Regions from separate parts of the Triticum aestivum genome. Here region 2 is linked to region 1. A link is a contact called in public Hi-C data. All regions are on one chromosome and are shown on one strand. Each heading gives the region's core, a stretch centred on a gene start, on an enhancer-like site or on the middle of the called end of the contact. The rest is flanking DNA. Distances are from core to core; before and after follow the strand shown. Region 1 has its middle 110 kb from the start of LOC123051562. Region 2 has its middle 6.6 kb from the start of LOC123051562.

Region 1 (6,020 bases), core at 1,500-3,999:
CACTCCAAGTCCTCTGGATCACGTTTGTTCCAAAAATCACTCTCCCGAAGGTTTCATTCCGTTTGATATTCCTTTTCTGCGAAACACTGAAATAGGCAAAAAAATAGCAATTTGCACTGGGCCTTGGGTTAGTAGGTTTGTCCCAAAAATAATATAGAAGTGTATAATAAAGCCCATTAAACATCCAAAACAGAATATATAATAGCATGGAACAATAAAAAATTATTGATACGTTGGAGACGTATCAACCGCCCACTAGTGCGCCCGAGGCGCCTGCCGGCGCAGAGGCGACACATCGCTACTGCACGCTCGAGAATGTGTGGGACACGACAGAGGAGGTGGAGGCGATCTACAACGATAGCGACCTGTACCTGCTCGTGGGCGAGGAGCCGGCCTCGTTCATTGAAGCTGAGAGGTAGCAGGGATGGCGCGCAGGTATGGACGAAGAGATGCAGAGCATCACGGACAACAGGACCTGGGAGCTGAGCGAGCTCCCGGCTGGTCACTGCCCGATCGGACTCAAGTGGGTCTACAAGCTCAAGAAGGACCCCTGGGGCGCCGTTGTGAAGCACAAGGCGCGCCTGGTGGCAAAAGGGTACGTCCAGCGGGAGGGCTTCGACTTTCAAGAGGTCTTCGCGCCAGTCGCACTCATGGACTCAGTGCGCGTACTCGTGGCGCTCGCCACGCACCACGGGTGGCAAGTTCATCATATGGACGTCAAGTCCGCGTTTCTGAATGGTGACCTACTCGAAGAGGTCTACGTACAGCAGCCGCCAGGGTACGCCGTGGCCGGCCAGGAGGGCAAGGTGCTGCACCTCCACAAGGCGCTATACGGGCTTCGTCAAGCGCCGAGGGCTTGGAACGCGTAGCTCGACGAGAGCCTCTGCGAACTGAACTTCGAACGCTGCCCCCCGGATCATGCTGTGTATCAGCGTGGTGCGGCAGCTCCCTTCTGATCGTTGGGGTCTACGTGGACGACCTCATCATCACCGGAGCGGCCACGATGGAGATTGACACTTTCAAGCAGCATATGAGCAAGTTGTCCGCATGAGCGATCTGGGCAAGCTCAGCTACTACCTCGGGATTGAGGTGAGCCAGGAGCGCGATCGGATCATGCTCGGGCAGGCGGCCTACGCCAAGTGGCTACTGGAGCGCGCGTGCATGGAGGACTGCAACCCCAGCAACACCCCGATGGAGGCTCGGCTCAAACTGAGCAAGGAAAGCTCCGCCGCCCCGGTGGACAAGACAAAGTATCGCAGCATCATCGGAGGACTGCGGTATCTGGTTCACACAAGGCCTGACATCTCATTTGCAGTCGGGTACTTGAGCAGGTTCATGGAGAAGCCCGCCTCCGACCACTACGCTGCAGTGAAGCACCTCCTGCGGTATGTGGCGGGGACACTGTATCACGGCTGTGCATACGAGCGCGGCGAGGGAATACTGTAGCTAACCGGCTATAGTGATTCGGATCACGACAGGGACACGGACGATAGGAAGAGCGCGACGGGCGTGATCTTCTTCCTCGGCAAGAGCCCGGTGAGCTGGCGGTCCCAGAAACAAAGGGTGGTGGCGACCTCTTCATGTGAGGCCGAGTACATGGCCGCCACCACCGCTGCATGCCAGGGCATCTGGCAGGCGCGGCTACTTGGCGAGATGCTGAAGAAGAAAGTTGCGCGGCCGAAGCTCCTCTCGACAACAAGTCGGCGATCTCCCTGGCAAAGAATCCTGTCTTCCACGACCGCAGCAAGCACATTAAAATCAGGTATCACTTCATTCGCGAGTGCGTGGAACAGGGGCGTGTCTTCATCGACTACGTCAGGACCAGTGATCAGCTTGTTGACACACTACTGAAAGCACTTGGGCGTCTCATCTTCCAAGAGCAGAGGAGGAGAATCGGCATGGTTGAAATAATTCGCCAACGCCAAGATTAGGGGGGTGATTTGTCAGCTAATCTGGTCGTTGGGCTTAGGTAGTTTGTTTTTCTGTCAAATAAACACGTTTGCACGAGCCGTGACTTATGCGTGCCGGGCAAGTAGCGTTGCATGGGTTAGATCGACGCTTTCACGTCGTAGCCCGGTCGTCTCGCAGGTGGCTTAGGACACACGATCAGCTCTTGTGGGATGGCCCGAGTCTGGCGGATCGTGGCACATATAGATAGGATCGTCACCTGCATCTTCTCTTTTGTAACGAATAAATAGCAGTAAAAAAAACGGGAAAAGTCGCAAGTTTGCACGCGACGCAAAACCTCTGTTTCCTCTGTGATCGTGAGTTGAGAGAGCTTAGATTCCTAACAAAGATATACCGCGAATGTGATCCATTCTTCGCGGGAGATTCTACACCATGAAAAATATACTAAGACCAAGGAGAGAGTGACGCCCGCGTTGTCGTGCCCTCCTTGGAAAATGAAGCTAGAGAAGGACCATCTTACGTCGTGGTCACCGCAAGCTATTTTCATTTTTCACCGCGACATCAGCCACAGCTGGATTCTCTCTGCCCGGGGTGAATGGGCCGCGTCCACTGACGGGAAACCCACGCTAGCCGCTACCTACACACAATAGTTTTGATCGCTCAAGCCAATGAAAAGGACATGCGTGTATAATTGGAGTGAGATTCCAAAATTTGGAGCTCTCGTTGTTGGTTAAAGTCTCTCTGCCATTCTTGGCGCACATGGCACGCACGTCTCCCTCGAGAGCTCGCCGCCGAAGGGCGAAGGCCCTGTGTTGCTTCCTCCGTCGTCCCCGGTGCTTTCCCCGGTGACGCCCTGGAAAGTGCCGTTGCTGCCGCAGTCGCGCCCACGCTCAATTTGTCCCCTGCAGGGCCGATGAAGTCGTTGTCTTCAAGCATTTTCTTTTCGACACTGTCGCTGTCTTCCAGCCCGAGTAGCTCCAAGGACGCGGTAGCCGTGCATGGGGCTCGCGGTGGACGAACACAGTTTAACTGGGTGGGTGCAAGCCGCTCTCGCATGTGTGCTGCTATACATGACACGGCACAACATGTTCCCCTCGTAAATTATGCACTTTTTGGTTCCCGTTGGTTAGATCAATCGTGTGCATGCATGCACCTGCATGTTGCCCTCGTAAATTATGTCTCTGGGTCGGGTTGACCCGGTGCATAGCAGCATATATACAAGCATCTGGATCTGAATAAATATGAAATGCACGAAGATACTTGTTTCCCTCTCTTGGACTGACGGTGTTTTTCCTTTTTCCCGTGATTCAAAGTGTGCTTCCGCTATTGCTCAGGCGCTTGCTTTGATTTTTTATTTTTCCAAATAGGGTCCAGATCTATTATAAAAGTTCACCAGATACAAAATGTCTCAAACATAATACAAATTACACCGAGAATATGATACCACTGAACGACCACTACTATCGATAGAATGAGCCATCGAAACGACACCATCGCTGCATTGTTTGGAGTGTCTATTTGACACTTAGGTAATTTTAAATTCATCATCAATATTTTTTTTTACGTTCACAGCCTAACACATCACATGGAACAAAAATCCCCCAGACGTCTGATAAAGTCATATTTCTCTCTCTCGAAAAGGGGATAACTCCGGCCTTTGCATCAAAGGATGCACACGATCATTATTAAAAAATATTTAGCAACAAAAGTATTAAAACATCAACATAATACTCCCTCCGTCCCAAAATAAGTGTCTCAACTTTGTACTGACGTTGAGACACTTATTTTGTGACGGAGGGAGTATTACATTATCCAAAAGTAAATAATAGGCACTCTACCAAAATTACCTATTAGAAAGTCCATTACTCAAAACACAAAAATAATATATATATATATATACACACACACACACACATATATATATATATATATAATATAAAGTTAAAAAAGTTACTCATTAGTATGAATAAATTCTACAGGATTTGAAAACCTAAAAGAAAAATGCACCAAAGTGCTAGTGGGAGCCCTTACATGGAAGCGCTTAGTTTTGGAGGATGTTATCAATTAAGAAACCGATACATGTTTGTGGAAAAGATCAAACCCTAAAAAAACAAACGTGCCCAGCACACTATCAGTAAAAATAAAGCAGTCCAGTTTAGTGGAAAGATGTCCTGGACTCGAGCTCGATCGAGACTGACAAGAAAAATCAAACATGCAACTTGCCGCACCCCTAAAGATTCACTTTACTTAGAGTAGTAGTATATTATTATTATCGGTGGTTCATTTGGAGTGTAGCTACGCGGCCCCTACCTGCATGTCATCCTCCACGGGATCGTGAGCACATGCTTTGCTTTTGTCCAAGGATCTGTCTAAGACACGTCTAGATGTGACATAATTATGTCACATCTAAGCTGATGTCTACTCTATTTGTGGTCTATCTTTTTGTCTTAGTTTTTTCTGTTTTCTTTTTGCTACATTATATAATTGTGGGAGTTTAGATGTGACATCCTTAAAAAACATCTACAGGTGAATTAGACAAACTGTTTGTCCAAACAATTGGTCTCCATGGAACTCTACATCAGAAATAGATTTTTTTGCTAGTGCCGAATGGTTGTCAAACAACTTTACAAAGTACTAGTAACTTTTGAATATTCTACTCCATAATATCATCACATACCAATCGTGAAGATTAGAAAAAATATCGAACCATCAGCGCGGGCCCAAACTAGCTAGAACAGCAGGTTGCTTTTGGAGAACCAATGGAACAAACACTCCCGTGGATGCAACGTGACGCCGTTCTTGATGGTATATCCAACATACACCTGTCGTCCAGCTGGTGGCTGCCTCAGGTCATGAAGCCCTAATCAGCCATGTGGCCTCGGCTTCTACGTTGTCTTGATCGACCCGGTTGCCCAAGCCGTCACGCCTAGTGTCCATGCATGATACTGTATACGGTTGTTGATGCCGATTATTAATTAGGCTGCGATGGAGATGCACATGCCAGATTCCCACCAGGTGAGGCGTCTGGATGCATGGCTTGCCGCTTGTTGAACATTGACTGTTCATCTGGTGTCTCATTGTACACGATACATGCTTCCTGTCTCCATAATAATAGGAAAAATAATTGTAAGAGTACGTATCTGTGTGCATGCATGATTGAAAGCATCGGGCCTAGGACGTGTGGCATGCTACATGGCTTGCATGCACGGGCGCATGGGAGCTGGAACTAATGGTCGTAGACTGCATATTTGCATGCGGAAGTAGTACATGCCAGTATCCAAACTCCAGACATTTTATCATTCGAAAATAAGTTAACTGTGTGTGTGTGTGTGTGTGTGTGTGTGTGTGTGTGTGTGTGTGTGTGTGTGTGTGTTTTCGAATGTATGGACAGGGCGTGCATGATGTGCCATGGATTTGATCCTTTCTTCACAGGAGATTCTACACCACGAAAAATATATTGGATCAAGGAAAGATTGGTGAACGCATCGTGACACACACGTCCTTGTTCGAAAACGAAGCTAGAGAAGGACCATCTTATGTCGTGGTCACGGAGAGCTATTTTCACCGTGCCATGACCCATGAGCCACAGTTGTATTCTCCCTGGGGTGAACGGGACGCGTCAAAGTGACAGCAATCCCCGCTAGGCGCTAGCTGCACAGTAGTAGCTGTTCGCAAGTCAAGCTTTTGTTAGATCGAGCTCAATGCGGGACTACATCAATAATTGGTTGATATTTCCATAGGTTCTAGCTCAGCAAGTGTTTACCATTCTCGTTACTGTTCTGGAGAATGAACCGAGAGAGAGAGAGAGAGAGAGAGAGAGAGAGAGAGAGAGAGAGAGAGAGAGAGAGAGAGAGAGAGAGAGAGAGAGAGAGAGAGAGAGAGAGAGAGAGAGAGAGAGAGAGAGAGAGAGAGAGAGGCATCATCGGTTATGTCAACATTGGGTAGCTAGGGTTCATCTCAGCGGAACCGGACGCACAGGAGTTTCGATACCCACACAGCACCTAGTTTCTTCGTTAAACCATGATTCTGTTCGGGTCCTAATAAACTCATAATTAGCATCAAAGAGGAATCAAGCAGTGAACCATGGACATGCGAGATTGGAGTGGGATTCT
Region 2 (6,020 bases), core at 2,207-4,706, 100 kb before region 1:
GTCATTTTACAATACATGCTAGCCTTCCGCCTAATGCTAAACACCATGCCAAATGCTAATCAAGTACGCCTTTCGCCAAATGTGTAGTACCATTTTCATAGCTTCCGCCAAATGCTAATCATCTTCCAGTACACCTTTTGCCAGATGCCTTTGGTCATTTTCAAAGCTTTCCGCCAAATGCACAAAATGCTAGTCACCTTTAAGATGCTAGCCTTCCGCCAAATTAATTATCTTTCGCAGTGGGTTCCGCCATCCGGGAAGGATAGATGGTGGCTTTTGTTTCGTCGTTTGGATGTCCGAACTCCCACAAAGTTTCCCTAGTTTGCTTTCGATTTGCGGGATTTTGGTGGTACCTTCACATGCCAAAAAAAATTAGCAGTAACCCGGACAAGAACAATGTTTTGATCATTGCCAAAAAATTGACAGGGTAGATTCTGTTGGCAATCCAAGTATGGCATAGATATCTTCACTCCCATCCGCGTCGGAAAACAAAGCTTACGTACATCGCCCCGTGAAGACCTTGCGTGCCAACCGGTACGGAGTTTGAGGTGGCCTGTAGGTACGTGTACCGGCACTAGCACGCGAGGGTGTTGGCGTAGGCGTACTAACCAGAGTATGGAGTAGCTTAACCATCACTGATGACATGGTCTAATCGTGGGGCTCTCGTACGGTTCATTTCTTGCACACCTCGCTCCTCCAGATCGGTTGCCAAAGCCGTGACGACTGACGACTACTAAGGACGAGCTAGCTAGCTGTTGATCATCCATTATTGGAGGGCACGGACGATAGATGGAGACGCAGATGCGAGGCATCTTCAAGGAAGGAAGAAAAGATGCAGATGCGTTGAGACGTCACGGGCTCGGTGTCTCTTGCGAAACACCGAGTGCAACTCATCATTATACATATTTCAATAAAAGATGCAAGTCTAAGAAAAACGATTTTCTGTTTTTGTTTCTTCTTACAATTTTGAGGTTCACCCGGCACATACGTATTTACCCGATTGCAAAAACTCCATGCCCCGACGTCCTTTTTTCCCATGAGAATAGCTAGGTTTACTTTTCCGATTTGTCATCGCCTACCGAGATGATTTTTGTTCGAATATGTACATTTTGTGTTGTGGCAATCTGCCCACTATATTTTAGCTTGTACTCCCTCCATTCGGAAATAAGTGACATTGTTTTAGTTTAGGTTCACTTATTTCCCAATGGAGGTAATGCACAAATATTTAGTTGGGCTATCATGCCTTGAAAGCATTGGATTTCGCGGGAGTGATGAGCATATTCTCTGCCTCGGGAAGAACTTTACGTGCCAGCCACAGTGCAGGGCTCGAGGTGGCCTGTCGGTACGTGTAGCGGCACTAGCACGCGAGGGGGTGTTGACGTAGCACCCAAAGTAGCTTGACAATCACCGATGGCATGGTCTAGTCATGGGGCTCCATCGATTCATTTCTCGGACGCTCTGTTCGTCCGGGTTTGGTTGCCAAAGCCCTCACGACTTAGAGCTGTTGATCATCTATTATTAGAGGCTACGGACGACGCGATGAAGGAAGATAAGATGCAGATGCGCGCGAGCTGAGACGTCCCGGGCTTGGTGTCTCTTGCGAAACAGAGTGCGCAACTCCTGTATCATTGTACTAATCAAGACGTACGTACGTGGTGGTGGTGGCACCGTAATCATAGAGGAATTAATTGTGCCTGCATGAGTGCCATGCATTATTGTACAAAGCACCGGCCCCATGCATGAAGGGTCGCGTGGCATTGCTACGTGGCATGCATGCGAGCTGGGCCTGGTGATGTGTGCAAGCTTGGTGGATGCTTGCTTGTGTGCGCAGAACTTGGCTTGCACGGTGACTTGCTATCTTTTAGACGACGGTGTCGTGATTACTCGAAACACCATGGGCGGGGTGCGGTTCACTGTCGAATCGTCCAGTGGCGGAGCCAGGGGGGGCGAGCAGGGGCCTGGCCCCCCCTATCGATCGTTGAAACGTTAAAGCAGGTAGGTCTAACTAGCGATAATATATGTGATTTTCCATACTCGCCCCCCACCCCCCCTAAGCGTAAATTCTGGGAGACAATGAAAGCCCATGAGAGAAAAAAGGAAAAGCCAATGAGAAAGCCCAATCGACAGATCGACCACCTCCGCTCCTAGTCTCCTAGGTCCTGGCGTCAAGCGTTGCATCTGTGATCTGTTTTGTGATTAGCACATGAGGGCAATTAGGTTGCGCCGCTGCTCTCCTACTGCCTCCAGCCCTCCCCCAAACTGCTCGCGATCAGATTTGACGGCGACCCAAGTGCTGCAACGGGGCGCGCTGCACTCACCAATTTTCCACACTTCAACTAAAAGGTGAACACTATCCAGTAACCTGTCTCTGTTTTTCTTTCTTTCTTGCGGGGAGTAATCTATCTCAATTACATGTAGAATAATCCCTCTCAGTTCTCATCCCTTTGGTGTCAAATTTATACATCAGATGCAAGTTCTGAGATTTGTAGCTTGACAGTTAATTATGAAGAGAAAAAGAAAATCAGATTAATTCAGGCTGTTCAATCCTGGGACGCCCCATCTAGCTTCAGTGTGGCAGGCTTTTTAGGGTATATATAAATTAATTGACTTGTTATGGCTGCAGATTATTTCCTTGTCATGGCCGTAGAACTATAGTCTTCATGATATTTTCGTTGGATCACAAGACAGATGTTACATTATATATTCTTATTACATTATATATTCATACTAAGATTTATCATATTTCTACATTATGTCGCTTATCAGATCATTGCTTCTTGGTCCTCCGGTCATTGGATTTTTGGCCCCCCCCCCTGCTCAAATCCTGGCTCCGCCCCTGGAATCGTCGGGTACGGCACATTTACCAAGAAGAATAGCCCACCCCGGTGAGAAACACAAACACGTGTCATACCTCATAACACTTGGAGCTTGACCTCTACTGGACTAGCTAGAAATACACACACTCCACGAACACATCAATACGGTTGAACTACGTTCGTACGCGACAGTCCATATGCGTGGCCGCACATCTGATTCTTTCCTTTACGGGACGATGTGAACCACGAAAGATATATGGATGATCCAGTGAAGATCGACACGTAAATGGCCACCTTTGGCCATGTCGTCGTCGGGTTAGCTAGGTTCCATCGATCAGCAACGTACGGCTGGATTCCTGTCTCAGCCGAACGGGACGCGCCAAGTGTCGACGCCCACGCAAAGACCAAGTCTGCAGTGTTCGTTAAGCCACGGAGGAATCAACCGGTCAATCATCCAAGGATATGCGTGCATTATTGGAGCTAGATTCCAATGGCTGTAGACTGGCAATGAACATGGTTGGTTGTCTCCCTCCAGCGCTTGCCCATGGTTAATTCTCTGCCATTGCCGGCACACGGCACGCACGTCTCCCTCGAGCGCGCGCTCGCCGCCGAAGGACCGGCGAAGGCCGCGTCGTGCTTGCTCCTCCGTCGTCCGGGGCGCTTTCCCAGTGCCGCGGTGGCCCACACTCGATTTGTCCCCCCAATGATCGGTGCAGCAGTCGCGGTCTTCGAACTTTTTCTTTTTCGACAGTGTCGCTGTCTCCGGCCGGACTGGTTCCAAGGCGCCGGTGGGCGTGCGTGGGGCTCGCGGCTGCTTGCTCATGGTGGATGGACGGACGGGGTTTAACCGGGTGGGTGGGTGCGAGCCGGCCGCCGTAACATGCGTGCTGCTACGCAGAACATGTGTATATGCGCGGAATTATTGATTGCTTAATCCTTTGCTAACATAGATCTGCTACGCAGAAAATGGTGGACGGACGGGGTCAACGGAAGCATCTGGGTCTCCGTGACATTTGATTCCCGTTGGTTGGATCTTGGTCGTTCGATCATGTGCATGCACGCATGTTGCTCTCGTAAATTATGTATCTGGGTCGGGTTCACCGGATGCATAGGTCAGCGAAGGCATCTGGATCCGAATAAACGGTTCATATGGACGGGGTCACGGCGACGCTTGTTTCTTTCTCGTGGATGGACGGTGTGTTCTCTTTCTCCCCTGATTACAAGTGATCTACTCTTTCTCAATGAAAAAAGTGACCTTCTGTTGTACTCACTTCATTGCAAAATAAGTATCTCAACTTTTATACTAACCTCAAATTTTGTACCAACTTTGGGCACATCCGATTTCTTGTCAAGATTTTTTTCTCTTTTATAGAGAAGCTACGAACATTTATATCAGTTTTTTTTTGAGTGGACGAACATTTTATCAGTAAATGTTTGTGGGCCAGAGAGATCAAGCCAGGTGTTGAGGCCACTAGCTGTAAAAAGCCCTCCAACTGAGTGAAAAGACGTCCCGGACGGAACTCGTGCTCGATCGGGACCAACAAGAAAATCAAACGTGCAAGTTGCCACACTACTAAGGCGCACTTTACTTGGATTATTATTATTGTCATCGCCATCGGTGGTTCACTTGGGAGTGTAGCAATATCGCCCCTACCTGCATGTCACCCACAAGACCATGAGCTGAGGAGCACATGTACGCTTTTGCCCAAACAATTGATGAAACTCCCGCATCAAAAGTAGACTTATTTAGCTTAGCTAGTGGCGAATGGCTGTCAAACAACTTTACAAAGTAGTATCATTTGAATATTCTACTTCATAATATCTTCACAAACAAGGAGTACAAGTTTACCAATTCAATATTACCATGAATTATGAAGCTTAGGAAAATGTCGAATCATGAGCGCAGGCCCAGACTAGCTAGAAGAGGAGGTTGCTTTTGGTGAACCAACGGAACCAACACACTCCCGTGGATGCAACGTGACCATGTTCCTGACATGGTAACCTAGATCACACCTGTCGTCGGCTGGTGGCTTCCTCAAGCCTAGAAGAGTAAAGCGCCAAGGGTATCACTCACTGGTCATGAATTCATGATGCCTAATCCGTCGTGTTGATCGACCCGGCCGGTTGCGAAAGCCGTCACGCCTAATGTCCATAATGGTACTGTACGTAGCTGTTGATGCCGATCATTAGACTGCGATGGAGATGCATAGGTGTGAGACGTCTGGATGTATGGCCTGCCGCTTGTTGAACGAACGTTCACTGTTCATTCGGTGTATCATTGTACACGATACGTACCTCCTGTCTCCTCGTAATAATAGGGAAAAATAATTGCACGTATCATGTGCGCGCGTGCGTGCGATGCATGATTGAGAACGTCGACCCCGCGAGGTTTGGCGTGGCATGCTACATGGCTTGCATGCACTAATCCACGAGAGCTGGAATTAATGATACGAGATTGCATATTTTGCATGCAACTACATACTCCCTCCTTTCTGGTTTATAGGTCTTATCTCAAAATTTTAGTTTTTCTATTTTATAAGGCTCAATTTAGTTGTTTCTCATCACATGTTCAGATTTCAAGGTGCATTAAATCATTGCATGCAAGTATTAAGAGAAAATTGACCAATGCATGTAATTTATGCATGCATGCATTGCAATTAATGCATTGACAAACATATTTTTTTAGGAAAACAAGAGCATTAATTGGGTGCTTTTGCAAACTACAAAAAGTATTCCACCACTCACCATCTACCTTGGTTGGTGAGATTTTTGAACTGAGCCTTATAAATGGGAAAGGAGGGAGTATATAGTCAAACAAGCCTTTTTTTTGCGAATAGTCAAACAAGCCTTTGGCTGTAAATATTCCTAGTAATACAAAAAAAGCATGCTTATAGATTTGTTTTTTTTTGTGTGTGAAATGATTGAGGTGTTCTTTACCATCGCAAAAGTCTATTCAAAAATAATACTGAGTACAAAAATAGAAGCAACAGGTTAGAAAAAACTAATTCAAATATATACATACATGACCAGACCTTATTTTAGCAATGGCCGCATTCATTAGAATTATTTTATAAAATAAGTATCAGCTCAACCTACATATAGATCACTATAGGTGTGAATATTTTAGTGATTTTTTTGAATAACCAACAAATAAGAAAATGTTTTTGGCACTAGGAGTAGTGGTGCCCTACGAAAAATGCTAGA

What was found. Hi-C and Micro-C count contacts between places; a contact is called where the count stands out from the background.
Region 2: a Hi-C map of leaf shows a contact between it and region 1, with 4 times the contacts expected there. The contact joins two enhancer-like sites. A contact is called at or near these places in 3 of 5 Hi-C or Micro-C datasets (leaf and root) and 1 of 1 datasets of contacts at active chromatin or transcription factors (leaf).

Annotation. Positions count from the first base shown.
Region 1 is chr2D:61,395,815-61,401,834 of IWGSC CS RefSeq v2.1, reverse strand. No RefSeq gene overlaps it. Among protein-coding and RNA genes, the nearest start is that of LOC123051562, 110 kb to the left of the region's middle. Within about 2 kb of position 2,749, at least 3 of the 8 cell types and tissues checked have an H3K27ac peak or open chromatin away from gene starts, as enhancers often do. A contact at or near this core is called in leaf, where this site is marked.
Region 2 is chr2D:61,497,782-61,503,801 of IWGSC CS RefSeq v2.1, reverse strand. No RefSeq gene overlaps it. Among protein-coding and RNA genes, the nearest start is that of LOC123051562, 6.6 kb to the left of the region's middle. Within about 2 kb of position 3,456, at least 2 of the 8 cell types and tissues checked have an H3K27ac peak or open chromatin away from gene starts, as enhancers often do. A contact at or near this core is called in leaf, where this site is marked.